Regions from separate parts of the Sus scrofa genome. Here all the other regions are linked to region 3. Evidence: chromatin contacts called from public HiChIP or PLAC-seq data. All regions are on one chromosome and are shown on one strand. Each heading gives the region's core, a stretch centred on a gene start, on an enhancer-like site or on the middle of the called end of the contact. The rest is flanking DNA. Distances are from core to core; before and after follow the strand shown.

Region 1 (3,618 bases), core at 281-2,780, 310 kb before region 3:
GTCTGCAACCTACACCACAGCTCACGGCAACGCCGGATCGTTAACCCACTGAGCAAAGGCAGGGACCGAACCCGCAACCTCATGGTTCCTAGTCGGATTCGTTAACCACTGCGCCACGACGGGAAGTCCCGAAAAGGATCTAACTTTCATTGAGATTGTTTTGCATGGCAGGGTTTGCTGTAATCTAGATTGGGATTAATGTGGTGGGTCTACAAAAAAATGTGTTCATATGAAGGCTTGAGAGACTCCCAGAGCCTGACTCAAACCTGGTCATGAGAGATGAGGAACAGTATGAGGTATTGCATTATGTTTTTCCCTCAGATTGTTATCCAGGCCCAGGCTGAGACTGGTGGAGACTGGGTTTGGGAAAGGTATTAAGTAAAACTGAAAAGGGTGCTTCAGCAAGGCAGCATGTTTGGATTCGGCATCTAGGACCTCAGCTGGAACAGTGTGGGGCAGCAAAGATGTAGCTGACCCCATGGAGCTCAGAGAGATGGACTCACTTGTGAGCACATTTTCAAGAGTACTTTGCAGAGGGCCATAGTGCTGTATGAGTAGAGAGGGAGAAGGGCCTGTAGAATTTATTTTTGTCACCCCATATATACCTTAGCTGAAAAGGCAAGGGGGAAACCAGTGGCACATATATTTTCTCAATGTGTTCTCACTACAACCGTATGAGAAAGGCACGATATATACATACATCATAAGTATTTACATCATAAATATACGATATCCATCTTTTTTTTTTTTTTTTTTTTGGCTTTTTGCCTTTTCTAGGGCCACTCCCGTGGCATATGGAGGTTCCCAGGCTAGGGGTCTAATCGGAGCGGTAGCTGCTGGCCTACGCCAGAGCCACAGCCACGCAGGATCTGAGCCACATCTGCAACCTACACCACACCTCACGGCAACGCCAGATCCTCAACCTACTGAGCAAGGCCAGGGATCGAACCCGCAATCTCATGGTTCCTAGTGGATTCGTTAACCATTGAGCCACGATGGGAACTCCATGATATCATCTTATAGATGAAGAAACTAAGAATCAGAAAGCTTCAGCAACTTGCCAGATATTATGCAGAAAGTAAGTGGAAGAGATGAGATTCAAACTTGGTCTTGTCTGATTTCAAACACCCCTGGGGCCTCTGTGACCTCCCTTTACAACCTTTTTCTCTACATATGCTTCAGTCCTTTCTTCTTCATGGTCATGGGAAAGAATTGTCTCTCCTCTCGCTAAGGCCAACCTTTTCACTTGTGTTCACTAAGTCTGTATCTTCCCAATTCCTGCTCCAGAGTCTTTATAAAGCACCCCTCGCTCTGTTGGGCATCTTTGATCTGTTCCTTGCCACAAACTTCTTTCCGTCTCCAGCCTGAAATGAGTGTCTGTGTGGTGCCTTTCTCAGTCTTCTCTTCCTTAGCTTTCAGCCACATTGAACACAGTTCAGATTCTTCTTTATGCTTGAAACTCTCCACTCCCAGCATCCATGACTCGTTTGTTTTTCTCTTCCCTCTCTGGTTATTCCCCTGGCTGCTTCTGGCTCTTCTTCCTTATTCTAATCCTTGAACTGTAGGCATTACTCCAAGAGTCTGGTATTGGTTCCCTTCCTCTTCCGGTCTTTCCCCTTTGAGATTCCCTTTGACCTCAGCTCACTATGCAGACAATCCCAAATCAATAATCCACAGGTCTGATTGGAAAATGAATATGGAAATAACTTAACTGGGCCTCTAGGGTCAAAAGCAGTCTCTGGCATAGAGTAGCACTCAATAAACAACGGATTTCAGTGAAGAGAACGTTGTGGACAGAGCTTGAGCATATGAATATTGATTTATTTGAACTCATCAAAGTCAGGAACTGTGCCTTTCCCCCATTTTTGATTTCCTGATCCAGCATAATACATAATAGCTGTTCAATAAATGTTTGTTAAATGAATGAATGTGTTCAAGCTTGCTGATAACTTTGTGCAGAATTGTGGCAGTCTTTATATAGGAATTTAGACTTTTTGCTATGTGCAGTGGGCTTGGAGCCAAACAAGGTTTTTGTCATTTAAGTAACTCAATTGTAGCTTAGCTCCAGGATGACTCATCTGGCTGCAGTCAGTGTTGAAACCTTGCACCATCTTCCTCCCTTGCCCTTGCTATTCTGTCTCTAATCAGTGGTTCAGTCCTGTTGATTTTACTTCAGATATGGCTATGGTTTGTATCTGTGTTTTTGTTTCTATTCTCATGGCCACCTCCCAAGGTTAGTCCTGATTGCCTCTTGCCTGGACTTCAGTGCTGGTCACTCCCACTCCAATCATTGTTCTGTATGCCACAGGCTTTGGCTGTTCTACTAATGGCTGGCTCTGTGTTTGAAAAAAAGAAAAAAGAACAAAGCTGAATTGGTTCTGGGAAAGCAAGGATAAAGAGAGCTAATACAACTCTCCATTTTCTGCCTGTAACCCTGTAGGCTCTTTAAATCTGCTTGATTTGCCTGAGTGGGTTTATCCCCTAATTACTTCTTATAACAAAGACTAGGATCCCATTCCCACAATAAAGCCAAGTTGTAGGAGCAAGAGAGTGGACCATTGGAAAGTTGTGCTTGACTATGATGTTGAGGAGAACAAAGAAAGCACCTACAATCCAGCTGGGTAGACAAGCCCTAAATACATGCAATGTATTAGGAAGAACAATCCTTTAGGAAAGGGAGAGCAAGGGAAGGGAAAAAGTCAAGGATAGGGAGAAAGTCTTTGAGATAATATTTCTAGATAAAGAGAAGAAAAAAAAAAGAGGTAGAGAAGACAAGAGCTGAGCTTCTGCCATTTCTTCATAGCTAATTTTGGGTAAATAGGCCCTTTCTTAAAATGCTTTCTTAGAACTTTGTGGGTCCAGAATTTATCCTATCAAAACAGGGAGTTAATGACTTTGTATGTCCTATCTGGGGAGTTCTACATTTAAAAAATTTAGGTCAGGAGTTCTCTTATGGCATAGCAAGTTAAGGATCTGGTGTTGTCACTGCAGTGGCTTGGGTCACTGCTGTGGTACAGGTTTGATCCCTGGCCTGGGAACTTCCACATGCCAAGGATAAGGCCAAAATTAAAAACAAAAATAAAAAATAAAAATATTGTATCAGTATTATGTAAAGTGTGACTTGCCTTCTGTAAGGAGTTAAGTACAAACATGACAGTAAGTATTTAAAAACTTTTTAAGAATTGTACATTGCCACTGTTATGGGCTAGAGGTGGTTGGTACCAGCTAGAGAGAGCTGACTGTGGACATTTCTTTCCATCTCTGTGCCTCAGTGACTTCAGCTTGGTAGCTTGAAATCAGTCATGGATGAAGGTATTTTTATCTTGCAGATAGGCAAATGCTATAAAACAGGACTCCTCCCACCCCACCACCCTGAGTGCCGAACATTTACCAGTACACCACTGCCTGGCTGCCATATCCATACACCTGTTGTTAAATTTGCATGGTGTGGCTGCTGCTGCCTACTCCATGTTCACAGTAAGATCATGCATGTATCTGTCAGCAAAGGAATGAGGGAAAACTGGTTCTTCACCATAGGAAGTTTGAAGTGCACTGCCTTATGTCATCTTTGCCTTGTTTGAGCATTCCAGCAGAGGTCTTCGTGATAACCAAATGGAA
Region 2 (3,198 bases), core at 600-3,099, 360 kb before region 3:
ACTAAACACTTCGGTGCTGCCATTTTCCCAGCTGTGAAAAGAGAATGGTGGTATCTCCAACCTCAGAGGAGGGTTGAGGGGATTCATTGAGTTAGAATACTTAAAGCACTGAGAACAGTTCTTTGCAGTAGCAAGTGCTTAACAAATGCTAGCTGTTGTTATTAGCTCAAAAGTTCATGAGTTACCTGTAATGAATGAAACTGAATGGTCTAGTAGTCGTCAAATAATTTCACTTTGGTTGGTCTGCATGTCCATGCTTGCTAATGGTATGGTTAGGAGATTTTAAACTCTAGACAACTATACTCAGTTGATGGCTACTTAGAGTTATAATTTCCTAGAGACAGTAGGAGGCAGAGTAGCTTAGAGCATTGGGTTTATTCAATTTGAGCTGTTAAGAGCATTGGGGTTAGAGTCAAACAGCTTAGTCAAATACCAGTTCTATTACCTATGTTGCCTGTTGGTGGTTTCGTTCCCTCATCTATACAATGGAGATAATTTCTCACAAGATCATTGTAAGGACAATGAATGTGAATGTGTGGAACATATACTAAATACAACTGTCGAGCGTGAGGAGAGGAGGGATTGATTGATTGTGGGTCAGACCTATATGTGATCAGTTTCCTAGCAACAAGTGATTGGAGAGGGGGATTTGCTCAGGGTGGCAGGCATCCAACAGCAAAGGGGAATCACTCAGTCCCTTTAAACTTAAAGAATGTTGAGAGAAATTACAAAACTCAGAAGGGCAATTTGTTGCTGTCAGTATTATAAGTGTGAGGGTGGACAGTTTAGTTCAGATGAATCATTATGAATTTGTTCCGTCTCATCCAGAAATTCTGCTTACATAAGATGGGGCAACATTAGCAGAGAAAAGAAGGCAAAGGACCCGGTCTTCTTACTTCTGGAAATAGTGAAGGTGGCTCTGCTATCCCAGGGTTTAGTCATTGTTACAAAATTCTCAAATGGTAGTGGTTATAAATCTCAAATGTGGATTTTGTTAAAAGTATATCTTCCAAAGTCTCATCTGCAGAAATTCAGTAGCTTGTCACTGTAGCTCTGGGAATCTGCTTTTTTTCAGATTTTCTAGATGCTTCTAATGCAGGTGGTTAGAATACACTCAGAAAGATGACTCTAGTGAGACTGGGCAGAGTAAATTCCCCTGCAGAAGGCAGCTGCCCCATTCACTGGCATTTTCCCCAGCATGATGGTCTGCTTCTGGAAAGGCAGAAACAAACAAACAAAAAATCCAGTTTTGCTTTATTTAGAGCCAAAGAACTATTTAATAACCTATGCTCTTTGTTAATTATTTCTCATAACACTGCACAGAAGACAATATTAATTCCATTTGACACAAGAGGAATCAGGGACATGAGAAAGATTTCTTAGGGGTGCAGTGTGGTTTGGTGCAAGCATGAATTATGGGCAAACATTACACAGGTCCTTCAATTTGTCCCTAGCCATCTGGGTATTGCTAAACACATCTGTTCCTTCTCCTGGAGATGATGCTCCAGTGCTGCCACATGATTTAAATTATGTCAAGAGAGGGAGTTCCGTTTGTCCACTTGTCTGGTGCATGGGGATGGCTCTGGGGAGACTTGGTTTGCTGTGTGATTGGCGTTCATTCAGCGTCTGGGTATTTAACTCTGAATTTTGATTTGGGCACTTGCCAGGTATGATATTCTGCCAAGGCCTTTCCAGTCTGTTCTCTGCTGTTTTGCTCCTGAAGATTTACAGCTAATGAAGGGATAAAGAAAGGTCACGGTGAGAGGCGGCAGCATGTGGTAGTGACTCATGGTCTGGCCTGGTGAGGAGCCAGTTTGGGTGGAACGTTCTACGAGCTGCTGCCCTTGTTTGCATGTGGCTCTCTGCCACAGGCCTGCAGGAAGCAGTTTCTCGCCTGTTGCTGGTCAGAGGGAGGGCCAGGTCATTCTCCCCATCCCTGTTGTTATGGACTCAGCTCAGGCCAACGAAGCCTGGTGGCCATTTGACAAAGAAGCCTACAGAGTAGGAGCTCAGGAGCCAGGGGGATGGGCCAGACCTGGGAGATCAGCCACAGACACCAGCTAGGGGCATATTGATAGCAGAGGCTGGGGAAAGTCAGGGGAATGCTGCTACTGGCAAGCAGGGTTTCTCAGCCTTGGCACTATTGTCATTTTGGACCAGATAAGTCTTTGCTGAGGGCAGGAGAACTGTGCTGTGCTTTGAAGGATGGTTAGCAGCACCCTGGCTTCTACCAATCAGATGTCAGTAGCACACCGCTATGCCTCTCCTTTGCCCTCAATTAATGCAATAAGTAAAGTCTCCAGACATTGCCAGATGTCCCCTGGAGGCAAAATAACCCCTGGCTGAGAACCATTATGGTATGGTTGAATCCCAGTCATGTGGCCAGTGTTAAGAAGATCCATCTTTCACCTTGTTTTCTTCATCATCCTTAAAATTTATTGAGCACTTACTATGTGACAGGTACTCTATTTTGCATTTGTTATTTCATTTAATCCACATAACATCCTTGGATGAAGAAAACTGAAGTTTATAAGAGTAACTTGCCCAAGGTCACACAGCTGGTTTTTGGGGCTCAAGCACAGGCATAGATGCCTCTTCCTCACCTTGTTGCCACATGTAATGGAACCATAACATGGGAGTCTTTGAGAAATGGTGGATGCAGGATATAAGCTGGGATGCAGGATATAAGGGGGTCTGAAGCAGGTCCTCTGCTTCAGGTCTGGCATTCAGAGTTATAGCTATAAACTCTGTGGAGATGATTAAGGGCTTAAATAAACTTGAATGCCAGGTAGGTGATTCAGATAGAGATCCAGCTACTGGAAATTAGATGCAGGTTGGGGCTTGACCACAAGTAAACTTCTGCCTGTGCCCAGTTGTTGTCACCTATCTGTTCAGGACACCTGATCCCCAAGATATGATAGCTGATGTGAGCCCAGATATACCTTTTTCATTTCAGATACTGTCCATTGGACTGTGGTCTCCTGCCCCAACCTCCGTGCCTTTCTTAGGGATCAACACTTTGCCAGAATCCCTGCTTCTGCTTACTTCCACCTCCTTGTGCTAGAGGCATGTCTGTTGAAATTACTGGCCAACACGAGGTTGCCTATCATCTATAGCCCACTAAAGATCCTGTGGCATGGCAACTAAAGCTGGTGGTATCTCTGTTTTATGTAAAATACTTATAGTTTGTGGAAACTG
Region 3 (3,393 bases), core at 50-2,549:
GATTTTATTTATTTATTTTTTTTTAGGGCTGCACCCGTGGCATATAGAGGTTCCCAGGCTAGGGGTCTAATTGGAGCTATAGCCGCCGGCCTACGGCCTATACCACAGCCACAGCAACACCAGATCCGAGAGCCGTGTCTGTGACCTATACCATGCGACCTATACCACAGCTCATGGCAATGCCAGATCCTTGACCTGCTGAGTGAGGCCAGGCTTCGAACCCGCGCCTCATGGTTCCTAGTTGGATTCGTTTCCATTGCGCCACAATGGGAACTCCAAACATTGGCTTGATTTATTCCAGGCCTTTGTCCTTTCGAACTGCAGTGCTGCCTTCCTTTTCTCTGGTATCCAAGTGCCTCTCCTGCTTTTTTTTTTATTTCTTTAATTCCCTGTGTTCTCTCCACAATCCCCTCAATACCTTTCTCACTTTGCTCCTTTTATTTCAGGGCAGGAACACAGGGAACTCTAATAGGAAGGTGGTACCCTGGTCACAGCTAGAACCCCTTCCACTGGGCAGCGTGGACGGCCTGTGTTTTGTCCCACTGAGTTGAAATTACTCTGTGCTTAAAGTACTCATGTTGAGCTCTGCTGGGGACTGAGCTCACATCCATTTGAGGGCCTTTGTTTCAGTCCCTGACCATCCTTGTCTGAGTCTTTTCAGTGCGGGAGTAGTGAGCTGCCTTTTTTCATCTCATTGCTTCAGTTTGATTTTCCTTTTTCTTTGGCTAAACTCCCTTATTTTTTTACTTATCCAACTTAGTTGGAAGGTGTTTTTAAATGATTTGCATCCTCAGGTTGTAATCCTGTGACTTTGTTGGAAGAGACTTTGTAGGTGGGGAGGGCATGGCTGACAAAGTTAATGCACAACCAGGGCAAGGACACCTGCTTCAGGGCTCAGTGCTCAAAGGGGACCAGATCTTACTTGTGCTTCTGTGGAAGGTACACAGCCAAGTTCTTGCTTGTTATTGGGACTTAAGAAATGAGGAGTGGCATACTGGGGAAAAGCCCAGGTCCAAAATGACAGACTGGAGAAATGACCCTTCTATTCAGACAGTGCCTCAGACTTTATTATGGTGAAGTTTATTAAAGCGATCACCAGCCTGAAAAGCCACCAGGAAAAACAAATACGGACCTGTTAGCCGGCATATAATGTGAACTGTGCTTAGCAGCCCAAGAAAGAACTCCCTGTCCCAAGAAGAGAGAGTTCTGCATTGTGACTTGTGTAAACAGAGAGTGTAGCTTACAGATGCAGGCACATTTCGTGCCAAATACAACTTTGGACCAGCGCTAATGCCAGGGTCAGAGCTTCCTCATGTGGCCCAGAGACAGGAGTGGACAGAGGGCGAGGCCCTGGTGGGCAGGCAGTGCTGTGCTCCTGTACTTCCCAACCCGTCAGGAAGAGCAGGCATGCGGGGCCTCCTCTCTGGTGGTCCCCTCTTGGCCTGTGATGAGGCATTGAGGTGCCCTCTAGGCTGAGGGGTACTTGTGAGTCTTGGGGTTTTTTTTTGTGGCAGAGTGAGGAGAGGGTAGTAGCTTGCTTTCTTTTTCTCGCCCACTCCTTCCTCCTTCCCTCCTATCCTTCCCCCACAAATGCCACTTCCTTGCAGAAGTTATGTCAGGTGAAGGTGTGCAAACAAACATTCTTTATAAGCTCATTTTTTGCTTGGACTCCATCGGTCTGTCATTGCTTCTATCCCAGATTTTTCCAGCCTGTACCTCTGCCTGGCAGTAGCTGACCAGGCCCTACCCTCCCCAAACACCTTGTGGTAAGCCGTGTGCCCAGGCAGGCAGGGGCTGGGTGGAGGCAGTCTGAGTATAGAAGAGGAAGCCCTGGTGGCTCTGGGTTTTGGCTTGGAGTTGTTACATGGTTAGTGGAGTTTTATTCTTAAACATTTACCAAAAGGGCACCCTCGAGTGAAATATGTTACTCCAGAGATTTTTAGGCACATGTTTTTAGTAGCCTGCTTAGTGAATTGGGAGTCGTTGTAAGTTTTTCCAGGGAGGACAGCAAGGTTCCTTTGTTGCTATAGCTGGTGCAGACACTGTCATCTCTCAGGGTTGGTGAGGGAGCAAGGACAGTGTGAGCTGCTGTCACCCCCAAGCCTGAGCGAAGCCAGGGCGTGGCAGGTTGAGAGGGGTTTCCTGTAATAGGTCAGACTGGTTCTCTGTTGAAACAGTGACCTTGTTATATGGGCAGCTCCATGGTTACCCTGCAGCTGCCAGTGCTCTGAATAAGAATGCAAATATCAAATGTCAGTGACCCTCTCTCTCCCTTTCCAGGTGTTTAGGACAGACCTGATCACAGCCATGAAGTTGCATGACTCCTACCAGCTGAACCCGGATGAGTACTATGTGCTGGCAGATCCCTGGAGACAGGAGTGGGAGAAGGGGGTCCAGGTGCCGGTGAGCCCTGGGACCATCCCTCAGCCCGTGGCCAGGTAGACACACCCCAGGAAAGGCCTGCTGCCTTTCCCCCAACAGTTGCCTTTCTGCCCTGATGGCCAGGTGCCTGAGAGGAGCAAGGTTTGGTTAGCAGTGAGGCATCTGGGAGAAAGAGGTGCAGTAAGTAGAAATACACCTCAGGTCCACAGGTAGTGATTTTGAGGGCCATGGACCTCCAGACTTATTGCAGCCATCTTGGGCTGCTCTCTTAAGAGAGGAAGGTAAAATTCTAGGACTTCTGGGAAGTGATTGGCTGGGGAGGAGCACTTGGCTGTTGGCACAGCTTCCTCCTCTTTTTCCCTGGAGAGCATGCGGCTCTCTTGGAGAGAGGTGTCTGGTGGGTTGGGTCTTGCTGTGGTCTATTCCACCTTTGGGGGTGCATGGGTGGAACAGGCCTGCCAAGTTAGGGTCCTGTTGATGGGGAGTTTGGAAGAGCAATGTATTGAGTTTTTCTTTGGATGGACTTTGCCCAGTTGTCCTTGGGGGGCTTTTTCTGGATTTACTTCCAAACCGCTTTTCCCCTTCAGGGTCTTGAGGGTCAGGTCTTTGATGATCCACCTCAGCTTGAAGCAGGACCGTTTGCTCATCACCTCACCAGGCTGGCTCTGCTGGCCTGGAGGCTCCTCCTAGGGAGAGAGGATTGAGTGCCCTCTACTTAGCTAGCAGCTGGCTTCTCCGCTGTGTTGTCAGATGCCAGTTTTGTGAAGTGGCCTCTTTGACCATTGCTGAGCGTGAACCGAATTTACTCCTTGGCCCTCACCCACACTGTGTCCCCTAGGCGCTTCCGATAATCGAATCTGATGATTGTGTTTGGGATCTCTGTGGCAAATGTCCACATAAGTACGCAGGCTCACATGGCCTCTCCAATGGAGTGGATGGAATGTTTCACTGGGCTCTGTAGCATAAACATGTCTCTTTGCCTTAGAGTCTACACCTGCAGCACAGCACCAT

The links. HiChIP or PLAC-seq counts read pairs in DNA pulled down with a chosen protein or histone mark.
Region 1: a contact with region 3 is called in an H3K27ac HiChIP or PLAC-seq map of alveolar macrophages. The contact joins two enhancer-like sites. A contact is called at or near these places in 5 of 47 Hi-C or Micro-C datasets (alveolar macrophages, embryonic fibroblasts, psoas muscle and 1 more) and 2 of 2 datasets of contacts at active chromatin or transcription factors (alveolar macrophages and skeletal muscle).
Region 2: an H3K27ac HiChIP or PLAC-seq map of alveolar macrophages shows a contact between it and region 3. The contact joins two enhancer-like sites. A contact is called at or near these places in 2 of 47 Hi-C or Micro-C datasets (embryonic fibroblasts and fibroblasts) and 2 of 2 datasets of contacts at active chromatin or transcription factors (alveolar macrophages and skeletal muscle).

Annotation. Positions count from the first base shown.
Region 1 is chr8:96,542,788-96,546,405 of Sscrofa11.1, reverse strand. All of the region lies in intron 1 of JADE1 (protein Jade-1), which reads left to right. Among named protein-coding and RNA genes, the nearest start is that of JADE1, 20 kb to the left of the region's middle. Within about 2 kb of position 1,530, at least 7 of the 83 cell types and tissues checked have an H3K27ac peak or open chromatin away from gene starts, as enhancers often do. A contact at or near this core is called in alveolar macrophages, where this site is marked.
Region 2 is chr8:96,591,297-96,594,494 of Sscrofa11.1, reverse strand. No RefSeq gene overlaps it. Among named protein-coding and RNA genes, the nearest start is that of JADE1, 29 kb to the right of the region's middle. Within about 2 kb of position 1,849, at least 35 of the 83 cell types and tissues checked have an H3K27ac peak or open chromatin away from gene starts, as enhancers often do. A contact at or near this core is called in alveolar macrophages, where this site is marked.
Region 3 is chr8:96,233,332-96,236,724 of Sscrofa11.1, reverse strand. JADE1 (protein Jade-1) reads left to right here. Exons shown (of 15, transcript XM_021100682.1): 8 at 2,281-2,438. Among named protein-coding and RNA genes, the nearest start is that of SCLT1, 290 kb to the right of the region's middle. Within about 2 kb of position 1,299, at least 23 of the 83 cell types and tissues checked have an H3K27ac peak or open chromatin away from gene starts, as enhancers often do. A contact at or near this core is called in alveolar macrophages, where this site is marked.